Regions from separate parts of the Hordeum vulgare genome. Here region 2 is linked to region 1. A link is a contact called in public Hi-C data. All regions are on one chromosome and are shown on one strand. The core of a region is the stretch at or near the end of the contact, and the rest is flanking DNA. Distances in the headings are between cores, read along the strand shown. Region 1 holds the start of LOC123408056 (mitogen-activated protein kinase 4). Region 2 holds the start of LOC123410135 (GATA transcription factor 20-like).

The links. Hi-C and Micro-C count contacts between places; a contact is called where the count stands out from the background.
Region 2: a Hi-C map of seedling shows a contact between it and region 1, with 2.1 times the contacts expected there. The contact joins the promoter of LOC123410135 here to the promoter of LOC123408056 in region 1. A contact is called at or near these places in 2 of 6 Hi-C or Micro-C datasets (leaf and seedling).

The regions. Positions count from the first base shown.
Region 1 is chr7H:568,935,715-568,938,965 of MorexV3_pseudomolecules_assembly, forward strand. LOC123408056 (mitogen-activated protein kinase 4) reads right to left here and starts at 1,680. Exons shown (of 3, transcript XM_045101265.1): 1 at 1,407-1,680; 2 at 340-765. The coding sequence starts at 762.
Region 2 is chr7H:569,128,604-569,131,854 of MorexV3_pseudomolecules_assembly, forward strand. LOC123410135 (GATA transcription factor 20-like) reads left to right here and starts at 1,618. Exons shown (of 7, transcript XR_006612976.1): 1 at 1,618-2,268; 2 at 2,396-2,509; 3 at 2,619-2,753; 4 at 2,868-2,980; 5 at 3,068-3,153.

The DNA of each region.
Region 1 (3,251 bases), core at 430-2,929:
TCTGCTTTGTATTAGGTTGCTTTTAAGAAATACACTTCCAGGGCACAAGCACCATTGAGGAATGAGGAGCAGCTATAGAAGCTACTAGCAGACATATTCAAACTGACATGTGCTTCTTCCATAAATTAGCAGACCATTCTTTGGCAACTCAACTAGTTGAAACTCAACAACTTTAGATAGATCATGCACTTAATGCAAATTAGTAAGAACAATAAAAATAACATTATCTTGGCATACACCTGAGGTGTGAACAGATTAACTTATTATGGCAGAATGGTGAACAGATGAAGGACTAGATGGAATTCAAAGGTAAGAATGAAAAACAGAGCCGACACATACCTGAAAAAGGAAATACTGGCAGTGGTCATTGGACAGCGGCTGAGACGACTTGACAATCTGATGCAGATCCGTGTCCATGAGCTCGGAGACCAAGTAGACATCCTTGAAGCTCCTCCTATGTATCGGCATCATTATATCCTTCAAAGCAATGACATTCTCGTGGCGCAGGTGCCGGAGGAGCTTCAGCTCGCGCAGCGTCCTTAACGCATCCACACGGTTGTCAAAGACGTTGTTTATCTTTTTGATGGCGACCTTCTCATTGGTCTCCTGGTTGATGGAGGAGCAAACTATCCCGTAGGCTCCCCTCCCGATGGGCTTGATGGGCACGTACTTGGTGTCGATCTCGAACATGGTCTGCCACATGGTGTAGTAGTGCTTGCCATGGTTTCCGATGCCGTTCGGAGGATCCACCATCATCGCCATTTTCTAGGGAGAAGAAGGAAACACAGATTAAGTTGTACTTATAATTGAGAATAATGGAAGCATGGCAATGGAAAAGTTTACTAGGTTAGGGTGCCAATTTAATTTTGGTGAGCTTGACTTTTTTTTCCCCCATGGTAATAACAGTATATGTTTCCATCCCACACACAATTCATCATCCCCCCATAACACAAGCGTCTAACACGGCGCGAGCAATGCTCTTAAGCCTTCATCCATTTCAAACTTTGCCATGTCTTATGAGCTTGACCTTTTCCATGGCACTACTACTAGCAGCCTGAGTTTCCACCCCCACGATTTTATCCTCAACCTACCACCAGTGCCAGTGTAACACTGTTTGTCTGACTGACCAAGTCCCCAGTGGTGTCTTCTGAAACTGAATCAGAGACACCCTCCGTCCCCAAGCCCAGCGGCCAGCGCAGCACAAACCGTAGCTGGGCGCTGCAATCCGGCGCCGAATTGGCCGCATTTCAACGCAGCTCCTCCCGCCCGCGGCGACCGGAACCGGAGGCGGCCCAATTCGCCGCCGCTACGCCTCACGAAGGCCGCAGGAGGAAAAGGAAAAGAAAAGAAAATGAGGGAGGAGAGAAGCTCATCCGCCCCGTGCGCGGGCGGGATGGATCGCTCACCTCGGGACGCAGCAGCGGCGGCGTCGTCGGCGGCGGATCTGGAGAAGCAGAGCACGTCCGGGAGCGGCGGGGGAGGGAGGGGATGAGGGATACGAAGGCAGAGGCAAAGGCGGAGAGCGACCGAGCAGGAAGGCTTTTTTATTCCGGGGGAAGGAACGTACGTACGTACGTAGCTCCACTGGGGCTTGGACTTGGGGGAGTGGTGGTGGTGGGATTGTGATGAGGAGGAAGATGGCGACCGGTGCCGCTCAGGGACAGCGAAGGGGCACTGGCACTGGCAGGCAGCTAGCGATGGAACACGCGGCAGCCCGAGGAAGATGATGAGAAGGAGATCCTGTGGCCGCCCTATATATGCCCGCGGCGGCCCGCCCACATGGCCGGCCCCTTCGGGACACATGGCCATTGCCGCTCCTCGGGACCGGGATCGAGACCGATCGTCCATCCTTCCGGTCCGGGTAAGCCGCCCGCCGGCTTTCCGGCAACGGCTCGCACGTGAACGCCCCCCGCGTAGCGTGCGGCGCTGCAGCGACGGCTCGTGAAACATCCGGGGCGCGTGGACGTCGTCGGGCGGGGCCACGAGGGCGCGCCGGGGTTCGGGCGGGAGAGGGGAACGTGGGCCGTTTGCCCGATCGGTGCAGCGGTTGGGTTGCTTCGCCGGCGCGCGCGCCTTTCCTCCCCCCGTTGACCCGTCAGGCAGGCGGGGCGTACGGTACGGACGAGCGACGCGGGGGGCTGCCATGGCTGATGGTTTCGCCGCGTGATGCGAGTTGGGCGGGTTTAGCATGCATGGTGATTAGTTAGTGGTTACGCTTACGCCAGGTCAGTTGTTAGTGCTTACGTTTAGGCTGCGTGTGGTAGCAAAGTTTTGTGAGAACCCGCGTGATGCGAGTTGGGCGGGTTTAGGCCCTGCTTCGGATGTCTTTTTTTTTGCCAAATACACTTGTAAAAATAATACACACTTCTATTGATTGGTTTAGTTTTCAGCTGATTTTATACTATGACCGATATAATACATCTGTAAAATATTACACTTGTAAAAATAAAACGGCATTCCAAGCAGGGCCTTAGCATGCATTGTTCTGATCCCCCAAGGTTGAGAACCCGGAGAGCATATCCCAATTTAGACCTGTCAGCTTGTGCAACGTCCTCTACAAAATCATCTCGAAGGTTCTGGCGGCTCGGCTGAAGAGCTTGCTGCCTGAGATCATATCCCCAAACCAAAGTGCATTTGTCCCGGGCAGGCTGATCACCGATAACTTCTTGGTGGCTTTCGAATCCTATCATGCTATTAAAAAGAAGTTGTCTGGGTATGGTAATTGTGCAGTCAAGCTAGACATGCACAAAGCTTATGATCGGGTGGTGTGGCAGTTTTTAGCACGAATGATGATCAGGCTGGGTTTCTCTCAGGATTGGGTGGATCTCATCGTGGAATGTGTTTCCTCGGTGCAATACCAGGTGCGTATCAATAATGAATTATCAGACGTCTTTGTTCCAACGAGGGGTCTTCGGCAAGGAGATCCCTTGTCCCCCTATCTATTCCTGTTATGCGTCGAGGGTCTGTCAGCTCTGTTATCGCATGAGGAGCAGGCGGGTAATATAACAGGTGTGAGGGTGTGTCGGGCCGCGCCACCTGTGTCACATCTTCTATTCGCATATGATTCCCTCATTTTGATGAGAGCAGATCAGGCCCATGCGACCTGCTTACGTCAAGTTCTTCAGGATTACTGCGCAGCCTCGGGACAACTGGTGAGCGAGGCCAAGTCGGCAATCTTCTTCAGTCCGTGTACTCCAGCCCAGATACGAGCGGAGGTTTGCACCACACTTAACATTATGGCCGAGGCTGTT
Region 2 (3,251 bases), core at 368-2,867, 190 kb after region 1:
GTAAATTAAAAGTATGAATATAAACTATTGCGTGGATGCAATGCAACACACACCGCTGCAATTTATGAACGAGTGAGAGGGTCGCATTTTCTTGCCTTAATTACTATGGTTTTTCATTAATCGGAAATAATATCTGACAACTGTTTGCTGGGAGAAGGGTGGCAAACGAATCACTGTTGATGACAGTCTTAATTCTAATTTTTATGATGAGAATGAGATCAAACGGTGACAATTTTAAATGAAAATTTCCCTTCTGTGATACAAAATGGCAATATCGATGTGAAGACATTACAACACCCCATAACTAAAAGTTGTCAACGAAGGGGCTGTTTGGATTGTGACTATCTTTGCCATATCTTACCACATTATTTTTGCTACACTTGCCACACTTGTCTTACTTGAGCTGCTCAAATTGTTAGCCACACATTGGCTTGCCTAAGGAAATCTTGCCACACTTTTTGTGTCTATGACATGTGGGGTTTAGTACTAACTAGCAATAGGGCCCGTGCGTTGCAACGGGAGAAGAAAATACCACACGTTTTAAATTTTTTTATAATCATTTTGATTTATTAAAATAATAAACTAACTAACTAATGTAGTCAGTCCTATTCTATTTTGTTGATAAATCAACCCGTCCATTGTTAATTCCACCATGATGAGAAATTGAGCGGGACAAACAAAGCAAAACAAAGAGGCTACGTGAATTGATCAATGGACTGTTATCTTATTTCACTCATGGGGTAGAGAATGTGGGATCAGATGACAAACTGAAGGTGGTGTTCCATTCTTTGTCTCTACAACAATACAACAATACAATCTTACATTATACATTCATTCATCAGCAAACAAATCCCCACAAAACAAAATTTCTTACCGGTGCTTGGCACACGGTTGGAGGCATGGGGAGGGGATCTCACGAGATGATGAGTTCCTGCCGGAGGAAGGGATACGATGAGGGGAGCAAGGGTTAGGCGCCTCTATCTGGCCATAAGGAGTCGCCGTTGCCGCGCCATAACCTCGGAGTTCCCCGTGTGAGCCATGGAGGCCCGCCTCCACCTGCAAGTACTTAGCTTCGCCGCGCCGCCGCCGTTCTGCATCGAGCAGACGCATCATCCTCAATTTCTCATCATGATGGAATTAACAATGGACGGGTTGATTTTCCAACAAAATAGGACAGGACTTACTACATTAGTTAGTTAGCTTATTATTTTAATAAACCAAAATGATTATAAAAATTAAAAGCGTGTGATATTTTTTCTTCCGTTGCAACGCACGGGCCTTTTGCTAGTAATAATATATATATATATATATATATATATATATAGATTAAAAAATACTTGCTTTAGGTGTGGCTAGAACCAAACACCCACCTAACTTAATTAAACTTGACTAAGATAAGTTATGATAAAATATGGCAAGGTGTGTCTAGAAACCAAACAGCCCCGAAATCGTTCACAAATGCCACCCCTCCTGGCTGACATTCGCCAGCTGACGGGTCCTTTATTAATTATTTGTACAATTAATGCTATGCAGCACGTGAGACATGCGCGCTCCATCCTTCCAAAAAGTGCAACCGCATTTTGGCACATCGGGGGACGGTGGGGGTGGGGCCCACGACCAGTCGCCCCTTTGACGTTTCCATTTCCGCCACTCCACACCCACAGTCCACACCGAAAACAGATCCAAATCCCCAGCTCCATCCCCGTCGCCCAAAATCCAACCCGATCCCATCCGATCCGATCCATCGCCATGGCACCGTCGTTCTGGGGCCCCGACTTCCCCCCGCAGCCGGCCGGGGTGTTCGACGACCTCGCGCCCGTGGAGGCCGAGGCGGAGGAGGAGGAGGAGGCGGAGGACGCGTACGAGGGCGAGATGGAGGAGGAGGAGGCGGAGGACGCGTACGAGGACGAGATGGAGGAGGAGGAGGAGGAGGAGGAGGAGGAGGGGGACGAGCAGCATGAGCACGGCGGCGACTGGGAGGCCGTCCCGATGGACACCGAGGACTCGGCGGAGCAGCGCGCCTACTGCGGCGGCGGCTGCGGCCAGGATTTCTGCGGCTGCAACCTGCTCACCCTGTGCTTCCCGGGCGCGGTGCACATTTTCATGTCCGTCTCCCCTGACAAGGTGTCGCAGGTGGAAGCTGCGCTCTCGCTGCAGGGGAGATTGGATCCGGCGGACTCCACGGCTGCACCGCCCGCCTCGCGCAACACGCTCACCATGACCTTCCGGGGCCAGGAGTGCAAGTTCGACTCCGTAACCCCTGATGAGGTCCACCCCTTGTCCTCTGCCAACTGTCTTTCTCTGCCCTTTTTTTGTTGTTGTTGTTGTCGCCGTACGTGATTCAGTAGCCTCGGGTGATGTTGAACGGCGCTAGCGTGTTCGATCGCTGTCGCAGGTGCAAGATGTACTTCTGTCGCTCGCGGGAATGGAGCTGATGGTCCCTAGCATTGAGCTAAAAATGCACTTCCCGGGTGGGAGCCACGACTTCGACTCTGTATCCCCTGATAAGGTCCATCCCTCGACGTTAGCAAATTGTCATCTCTGCCTGTTTTGCACATGATTCAGCAGTAGCCTCGAATGATATTGCAAGGTAGTAGTTTCTTTGGTTGCCCTCGCAGTTGCAAGCTGTACTTTCGATGCTGGAGGGAATGAAGTTGACGGTCTCTACGGCTGTGCCATGGGCCTTGCACAACCAGCTCACTGAACCCTTGATGTGCTGGATCTACGTGTTGGACCCTGTATCCCTTGATAAGGTCCATCTCTTGCCGTTTGCAATTAGTATAATTTTGTCTTCTCTGCCTTTTGTACGTGATTCAATAGCCTTGAATGATATTGCAAGGTGGTAGTGTCTTTGATCGCTGTTGCAGGTGCAAGCTGTACTTTCGCTGCTCGGGGGAAACGAGCTCAACCCAGGCATTGGTGGCGGAGCATCACCATCAATTCCATACAGACTATATTTACAGTCTATAAACCGTGCTTGGTAAGATTATGTGCTGGCTGATTCACATCCGGCAGAGGTCGAATTTACCCTGCTTCAGAGGTTGAATTTCCCACACTGGTGGCACAGTTGATGAGATTTAGGGAGAAGCTGAAAGAGCAGAACTTTGTTAAGAAGATCTGTTTTACTACTGTTTGGAAGAAACTTGGACTAAGGTTGGTATGGTTGTTGACTGGGAATTCCAATAACTATGTCTCAAATGTTGTCTGGGAAAAATGTCTGAAATACTTTAAGTTTGTCGTGTTGGGAGTCA